Regions from separate parts of the Mus musculus genome. Here region 2 is linked to region 1. The links are chromatin contacts, called in public promoter capture Hi-C maps. All regions are on one chromosome and are shown on one strand. Each heading gives the region's core, a stretch centred on a gene start, on an enhancer-like site or on the middle of the called end of the contact. The rest is flanking DNA. Distances are from core to core; before and after follow the strand shown. Region 1 holds the start of Irs4 (insulin receptor substrate 4). Region 2 holds the start of Nxt2 (nuclear transport factor 2-like export factor 2).

Region 1 (4,280 bases), core at 601-3,100:
GGCGGTGGCGGTGGGGGTGGAGGCAGTGTTTGCTGCTGCTTGCTTTGAGTGAATTTACCAAAGTAGGATCTTTTCTTCACAGATTTTCCACGGTCACCATCGTCAGAATTTTTCCCACTTCCTGAGTTCTTGCCACCACCTGAGCCATGACCATCTCCAGGTCTCTGGCCACCGCCTGAGCCATGGCCACCTCCACCTGAGCCATGGCCACCTGCTGTGCCCTGGCCATTTCCTGAACACTGGTTTCCTCCGGCACCCTGGCCTCCTGAGCCCTGGCCACCTCCAGATCCCTGTCTCCCACCTGAGCCCTGGCTACTGGAACCTTGGCCACTTGAGCCCCGTCCACCTCCTGAGCCCCGGCCATTTCCTGAGCCCCAGTTGTTCATAGGTATGCAATCACCTCGGTTTCCTTCCTCACCCTCCTTGTCTTTTTCTTCAGTGTTGCCAGAGCTGGAACCGGAGGCTTCACGGGCTCTGTCGTTGGGGACATCTTCAGGCTGTGGGATCCTTCCCGGGCTAGGTGCTGAGCGTCGGAAAAGGCTGGGTGGTACTGACGCGGCTCTCCTGGACCTGCGGGCTCTGGGCAGGTGCCCTCTTCCTCGCCTAAAGGGAGGCGGAGGCTCTCTGGGTGAGATGAAGCGCCTGGTGAATAGCATCTCTTCCCTCTCACGGATAGCTCTGAGGCGGCAAAACTGCTCCAAGCCGTATCTTCTGAGCCAGCCACCAGGCTCCAGCGGGAGCAAGCCCAGGTGCCTCCTAGTGGACAGCAGGGTTAACAGGTGGGCGCCAATACTGATGCTGTAGCTGCGGCATCGGGCTCTGTATTCATCTGCGCACAAGGCTCTCATCTTCTCCAGAAACAGCTCATGCATATTTTGGGCCACCACGGAGTCATCCACTTGCATCCACAGCTCCCCCGGACCTATGACAGTGGATCTGCCGACTTCCAAGAAGAAGTACTGCTCCGAGTGCCCACAGCGACGAATGCTCAGCAGCTGGACGACCACACTGGCCACTTCGGTATTGAGCCTTACAAACACTACCTCTTCGTCGGTAAGACACAGCCGGAACACGCCGCTCAGCTCTTTTCTGTGCCCCAGCCCCCTGGGTTTCACTACTACCTGCCACACATCTTTGTAGAAGGGTGGCTCCGCCGCCGCTGCGGCCGCCAGGGCTGCCGGCTCTCCGTCCGGCAGTGCGCCTAGCGTGCCGCAGCGGCGGCGCTTGCTCTCGAGGATGAGGCGGCTGAGGAGCAAGTACCAGCTTTCTTGTTCCGACTCGTTCTCGGCCACCATCGCGAAGTATTCGTCCTGGGTAAAAAGGGCAATGAGGTGTCGGTACCTGGCATCGGCGCGCTGGCTCACGGAGAAGCATTGGTACAGGATGATCACGCGCCGTGGTGGGATGAGCGCGGGGACCGCAGCACCGGAGGCGGCCGCCTCTGCTGCAGCCGCCGCGGCGCGGACACTGTGCCGGAACTTCCTGGCATTTCGGTAGTATTCGAGTCGAGCTGGAGCGTCTGCGGTCTCGAGTTTGAGCACGAAGTAACGCCTATGCCCATGCTTCTGCTTCCTCAGGTAGCCGCGTTTGCAGACTTCATCCCCGACGGGGAGGTCCTCCTCTTCGGATTCCGAGTCTGACCGGGAGCCAGTGGCTGTGGAGAGCCACATGGCTCCCGGACAGGACGACCCGGTCCCAATGAGTGCGGTCCGGGTTCCCGAGGAAAGGAGCGGGGTGGTCGCCACTGCTGCTAGAGCTGCGGAGGCTGCTGCTGCTGCTGAGGCTCTCAGTCTCCTAAGCGCTTGGTGGCCAGAGAAGGAGCAACTCGCCATGGTGATGCACCGTGGTTTTAAGGTGAGCGGAGGGGAGGGGGGGCTCGAGAAGGGAGGGCTTTGGGGGGAGAAGAGGCAGTCTCCCCCTGTCTGCCCGCCCCAGACCCCTCCCGCCTAGGCCCGCGTCCCCGCCCACTTCACTGGGCTCAAGGCAGTGGGCAAAACAACACGTGACCGTCGCCTCACGCGGCAGCTCGCACCACAGGCAGCTACCCCAGCGGTGGAGGGGCGCAAGCGGCCACCAGTAAAGGTGTGCGTGGGATGGGGACCTGGAGCCAGGGAAGCAGGGCCATCTTCAAAGCGCCAGAGACCCTTTGGGAGAATCTAAGGGCGTTTGGTTCAAGGCAAAACCGACGGGAGGAGGCGGGGCTCTCTAACCACACCAAGCCTAGTCCTGAGTACCAGAAGGATGGGGTGGAGGGTAGACGTGAGAGGTGGAGGACACAGCGGCCAGCCATCGTGACAAGATGGGTTGCCGCAGCCCCACACCCATTTGGCCGGAGGGGGATAGAGGTGTTGGGAGGGGAGGGGGCAGGCAGAGCACCGGATGGTTTGTTTGTTTATTTAGGAAGCCGGGGGACCAGGTGAAATCGCTGCAAGGCTCTGATTGGTTAGGATACGAGCCAATGGGAGGGTCCAACAAGGGGGTGGCCCTGAATACATTAGTTTAGTGGAAGGGGGAGTTGGGGGATGAGGGGGCGTGGTTGGGGTCCCAGAGAGGGGCTTCTCAATCTGCTTGTCTCTGGATCAGGCTGTAAACAACCCTCGGAAAATAGCTGTTAATGGTGGTGATAAATTCCTGCAAATCCCAGAGCCGCGGTGACCCCTCTGCCAGGAGCCCTTTCTCTTTTTCCCTACAGCTCACATTTTCCCTTCCGATCGCAGTTTGCTCTAGTTCCACCCGCCTCTCACTTTGAGCTGTGCTTCTTAGCAGAAAATGTCAGTTATCTCTGGAAACGCGGCAAGGACCTGGGTCCTCAGACCTGCTACACACCAGGCTGCACACCAGGCTGCACACGCCTCCTCGCCCTCTCCACCCCTGACAAAAGCCAGGGACTCCAAAGACTCGGGAATTACGGCGATGCCTTCAAAATTAACGCTATCTGTACACAGAGTGTATTTCTAGTCCACGAAAACACAGGTTTGCTAGATGTGATGTTTCTATTTGATTGATGACGACTATAAAAGTACAAATTTGGGGGCCTGCGAAGTATACAGCCATGTTGGAAAAAGCCGGACTTGATTCTTTTCTGAAAACCAATATTGAGCTGTCAAGATATTCCCCCCACATCCCAGGGCAGTACTTTGAACTGTACCCTTAAGGAATTAACAAATAGTAACTTTCTTTGTCCTTGAAGGAGACCGAGAAACTTTATGAAAAAGAAAAGCTCTTATCTAGAACAAAGGACTGTATGAATATATACCCTTGAATATATTTTGCATCCTTTACTTCAGGAAGGTCTTTGCTTCATTTCAGTTTACAAATGATATCACAAAAATAATGAATCTACTGCCTCCCTTCTTGGAGAAAGTGCCGGAGTGTAAGGTGTAAGTGCAACCTTCTAAAAACTGTCCTCTTCTCTTCTCTCCTCTCCTCTCCTCTCCTCTCCTCTCCTCTCCTCTCCTCTCCTCTCAGTCTCTGCCTTGTCTCTGGCTCTCTCATCTCAGATAGCGACAGGTTGAGATGTTATTAAAGTATCAAAGAAGCGACTGCATTTGAAAAGAGGGATAGAGGAACGCATAGCATTTCTCTTTCAGAGAGAGAGAGGAATGTCAATTTACCTTTCCTATCGTAGATACTGCAAAGGGGAAATAGTTATAAATCCAACAGCAAAATAGGCAGGGATACATTATAAAAATAGACTCCATCTCCTTTTTTCTTAAGAATTCTCTTTGTTAGCAACAGAAGAACTACATTCAAATAGATGGCACTTTCCTGATGGTCAGGTTTAGAGTGGGGGAAGTGGTTTTATTTGGGCCCCAAAGATTAGGAACAGTCATTAACATGTCTTTTGCCTCCAGCCAGTGTATTCACAGGTGCTAGAAACAACTGTGCTTTTGGAAATGGGCTGGAGGCAGGATGAATAAGGGGCTGAAAGCAGCATGAATGTGAATGAACTGGGGTCTCTACCTACAGGTTTCAACTGCTTCGTTACATATGTACAAGGTTAAATGCACTTAAATTCAAAACGATCATGGATACATTAATTTGAAGTTATAACATTTTACAACTTTATAAATTCACGGTTTTGCTTCTGATAGAATTGTTAAAAAAAAGACAATGCATTTGAAAATACTGTAACTTAACATTTAAAAATATATCAAATACATTAAGGCTCTTGTTAAATAGAATTTGGAAAATAATGAACAAATTCAAGAATCCTTGTGTCTCTACCACCTGTGTATAAACAGTTTCTACATGGAGCAATATAGACTTACATGTAATTT
Region 2 (4,280 bases), core at 1,173-3,672, 500 kb after region 1:
AACAGTAGTTAATTTATCAGGAAACGTAATTTCTTAAAATTTTCTTAAATTTTGGAGAGAACTCTGTAAAAAATAAATTAAAAAAACACATCAAGATAGGCTTAAAATATTAGAACTATGGTGGTGGGGAGAGAGTGATTAAATATAAAAAGGAGAGGTAAGAGTGAGGGGGAGGAGCGCAGGAGGGAAGAAGGAACAGGGAAGGGGATTAGAAAGGCAAAGACAGAGAGAGATGGTGGGGTAGAAAATGTTTTAGAGAGTGGCCAAAACTAGATATTCAAAATTCATTACGTGGAATTCCTTTAAACCTTATTAGTACATACTTGATTTTTTGCCATTTTTGTTATTAAGCTTTGCAGTGGTATTATGGCCACTAAGTTCACTGCTTAGCAGCTAGAGCTTTGCACAATGCCTGGATCACAGTAAATGATTATAAATACTTGTGGATAGAATAAAGAATAAGAGGAGAACCAAACATTAATAAAAAAATCCAAAGATCCACACATAACTGATTGAGAAAATTATGGAATTGAAATAAACTGGAATAAAATTAGTTTAAATTTTGGACTTGAGTTTCTGAGAAACCCGAGAAACATGCAGACCATTCTCATTTTCACTATTAGTCAAATTCAGTATGTATAATTCATCTCCATAAAAAAGCTAGAACTGAAGATACAGACTTGTGATTCATTAGCATATAAAGAACAGTGGGGCATCTTGTGGGAGCAGCCGCGCCGGAAGTTATAAGAATTATAAGAATACAGGAAGTAAGCCGGGCTTGGTGGCACATGCCTTTAATCCCAGCACTCGGGAGGCAGAGGCAGGCGGATTTCTGACTTCTAGGCCAGCCTGGTCTACAGAGTGGGTTCCAGGTCAGCCAGGGCTATACAGAGAAACCCTGTCCCGAAAAAAAAAAAAAAAAGAATACAGGAAGTGAGCATCATCGCCGACAAAAAAAAAAAAAAAAAAAAAAAAAAAAAAGTGAAGTAACTAAGGCGCACGCGCAGTGACGTTCAGTTGCTCAGCTTTGGAGAAGTGAGCGGTAACCGTTAGTGGGATAGTGAGAGCTGACGGAGGATAAAGATATGAAAAAATTTCGAAGTAACTGGTCCAATGGGGACCAACATTTTGGAAACTCGGGCAGTTCCTGGGTGGAGCCACAAATCAACTACAAATAGTAAGTTTATAGAAATATTTTGATTCAAAAATTAGAAGTCCGGCGGTAGCCGCTTTGAAATCATTGGTTTTTTTAAAAAATGGCAGTGATATTTAAAAATGGGAATGGGTGGGTAGGGAAGTGGGGGACTTTTGGGATAGCATTGGAAATGTAATTGAGGAAAATACGTAATAAAAAAAAAATGGCAGTGGGAACCGGGCGGTCGTGGGAGCCGGGCAGTCGTGGCGCACGCCTTTAATCCCAGCACTCAGGAGGCAGAGGCAGGCAGATTTCTGACTTCGAGGCCAGCCTGGTCTACAGAGTGAGTTCCAGGACAGCCAGGGCTATACAGAGAAACACTGTCTCGAAAAAAAACAAAAACAAAAAACAAAACAAAACAAAACAAAAACCAAAAAACAAAAACAAACAAAAAATGGCAGTGGAGTAGTGAAACATTACTTGTACTTAAATCCTAGGTAGTCGCTGGTTAATCACTTTTTTAAATAGACTGATAAGAAAATAATATTTAACTTATAGTTGTCATAAATAATTGAGTATGAGTAAAAATGTTTAGAAACGTGCTTGTGATCACTACTAAACTGTTTCTTGTCCTGCTGTTCTTGAATACGCTGTGGAAACACACACCGTAGGGTTTAGGGGGGTAGTCCTTGTTATATAATCCCCCCAGAGTGGCGAGAATCCGTGAAATGCTTGTATATTAAACCGTGAGAAATTGTAGGCAGCCCAGCGAAGCTTAGTGGCCAAGGCTCAAAATGGAGAACATTTTAGAACTTTAAACAGTTTTTAAACCCCACTGGCCGTACTTTAAACAGTTTTCAGCACCCCCTGTACTTTAAAATTTTTCAGCCCTCGTGCAGTTGGCGGTTGGTGTTACTTTCCATAAGTTCTGCCCCCTTTTCCTATTGGCTACGGACATAGATTCCCCCCCCCCCCGTTTCTCGTTGGCCTTCAAATTTTGGCCCCGCCTCCTCGTGTGAAGAGGTTCCCACCCAAAATTGAATATTTAATATTAACTTGTGCCAGGACAGGTAGCTGGGAACTTGAGATGTATTTGTTTTCCATATTAAGCTTACAAAAGCAAGGTCCTCCCCTTCTGTTTTGTTGGGGTTTTGGGGGGATGGTGTAGGTTGGTTAGTTTTTTCGTTTATCTGTTTCTCTTATGGTAAATAAACAGTTTGCAAGTAATTTAAAACGGATGGGCGGGATCACTCGGAACTGAAGGGAAACGCTGCTTAAAGTTGGAACATCGGGGTGATTTTAACACCGGACTGAGCTACTTCCGGGGGACAATGGGCGGGTTGAGAAATCTGTGCCATTGGCGAGGTTCGTTTTGTTGCTAAACATCTCATCCTTCCACAGCCAAAGGACCCAGACGAGCGCGGAAGTGCGGACATCTCCGGGGCCAGCTCTGGAGCAGACCATTTCCAGCCCCCTGATGGCCTTGGCAGTGGTGAGTGCGTGACACCTCCTGGCGCCCGCGGCTTGGCCGAGGAGCAAGCAAGCTAGGGCTCGGGCAGCGGAGGGGAGGGGAGGGCAGCGGAGGGGAGGGCAGCCGAGGGGAGGGCAGCGGAGGGGAGGGCAGCCGAGGGGAGGGGAGGGAGAGGGGAAGGGAGGGGAGGGGAGGGGAGGGGGGAGGGGAGGGGAGGGAGAAGGGAGGAGGCGCGAGCATGAGCGAGTGGCGAATCAGGCTCCAGCCCGCCAGCCCCTGGGGCGGAGCTCGCGCCCTCCGCCCGCCCCCTGCTCCGGAGATGGAGCGGCTGGTGGGAGTCCAGCAGCCTGTGTGAGGATGCAGCTCTGTGGCCGGTGGCTTTAGGTGGCCCTCTTTCCGTTGGCGCTTAAAGATAGATAGATAGATGATAGATAGATAGATAGATAGATAGATAGATAGATAGATAGATAGATAGATAGATAGATAGATAGATAGAGCAAGCAAAAGCTCCGGATCCCTGAAAAAGGGTGGCGATTGTTTTTATTTATTTCAAAGACTAGAACTGCCTCCACAAAAGGGTTACTTCATCAGGGATACTCTGGTGAGAATGGATCTGAGGGGTTTCATTTCTTAGGTTCTGCAATTCACTTCCAGACACGAGTGAGTGGTTATATAACGTAAGAAAAATGTCTCCGTGAGGCTGCTTAGACGTTCACTTCTATTTTGACAGGTTTTTTTTTTTTTTGGTTTTTTTGTTTGTTTGTTTGTTTTTTAATCGCAGTAGCTTTTGAGCTTGGTCATAAGCGCTTGAAATGAAGCGCTTTGCTAGCCTACTCAATAATTGCCCACACTTCACACCTAGGGTCCCTGCCTCTGCACATCTCCGAGTTACAGATACATGCCAAGCAAAGAACCAAGATTCATATGTGACGAATGAAAAGATGGGAGATGAATGTGTTTTAAAGACATACACCTAAAACTAGCAGCAGATTTTCAAGCAGAAATTTGTGCCTTAATCTTAATACTCAAATTTATGTCATAGGAGTGGAATTCAAATGCAGCTTTAGAATGATGAGCATAAATTGACAACTTCTTTTGTGTATTTTGTGCTTGAGGGGGGATTGGTGGAATTATAATCTACATTTGTGAATATTTTCTCGTAGAATTTTAAAACTTATGTGGATCAGGCATGTAGAGCTGCCGAGGAATTTGTCAATATTTACTATGAGACAATGGACAAAAGACGACATGTGAGTTTTATAGTCTCTATTGTTCTTTGTTTAAATTTTATTTTTAAAATACCATTTATCTGACCTGCATATGTAATTATGGTGCACAAGTTCTTGAAGAGTTGCTTTCATTTGAGTACAGTTTGGTGGATTGTTTTTATGTTGTTGTTCTTTTTTCAGTTTTGGTGTTGTTTTATTTTGTTTTATTGGTTTGGTTTGGGAAGTGTTTTGTTGTATTAAGTTTTTGTTTGGGTTTTTTGAAACCCAAACATGTTGGAAGGCTGGGGAAAAGATCTGGTGGGACTTGGGGGAGAGAAAGAATATGATCAAAATATATTTAAATTTAAAAACGTTTAAATAAAAATATAAAAAGAAAACGAGTTGCTTATAGAGGGCATGGTAAGGTATTGGTGGGGATATCAGCTCTGGAATCATAAGTTTGACT

Evidence for each region. Promoter capture Hi-C pulls out the DNA fragments that hold promoters and counts their contacts.
Region 2: a contact with region 1 is called in a promoter capture Hi-C map of embryonic stem cells, with 3 times the contacts expected there. The contact joins the promoter of Nxt2 here to the promoter of Irs4 in region 1. A contact is called at or near these places in 4 of 39 promoter capture datasets (cranial neural crest, embryonic stem cells, hippocampal neurons and 1 more), 2 of 484 Hi-C or Micro-C datasets (both in embryonic stem cells) and 1 of 115 datasets of contacts at active chromatin or transcription factors (embryonic stem cells).

What each region holds. Positions count from the first base shown.
Region 1 is chrX:141,723,367-141,727,646 of GRCm38.p6, forward strand. It overlaps Irs4 (insulin receptor substrate 4), which reads right to left and starts at 1,851. Exons shown (of 2, transcript NM_010572.2): 1 at 1-1,851. The coding sequence starts at 1,832. Gm15295 (a long non-coding RNA gene) reads left to right here. Exons shown (of 4, transcript XR_003953074.1): 2 at 83-160; 3 at 440-2,082; 4 at 2,693-4,280.
Region 2 is chrX:142,225,755-142,230,034 of GRCm38.p6, forward strand. Nxt2 (nuclear transport factor 2-like export factor 2) reads left to right here and starts at 2,423. Exons shown (of 4, transcript NM_172782.4): 1 at 2,423-2,627; 2 at 3,770-3,856. The coding sequence starts at 2,613.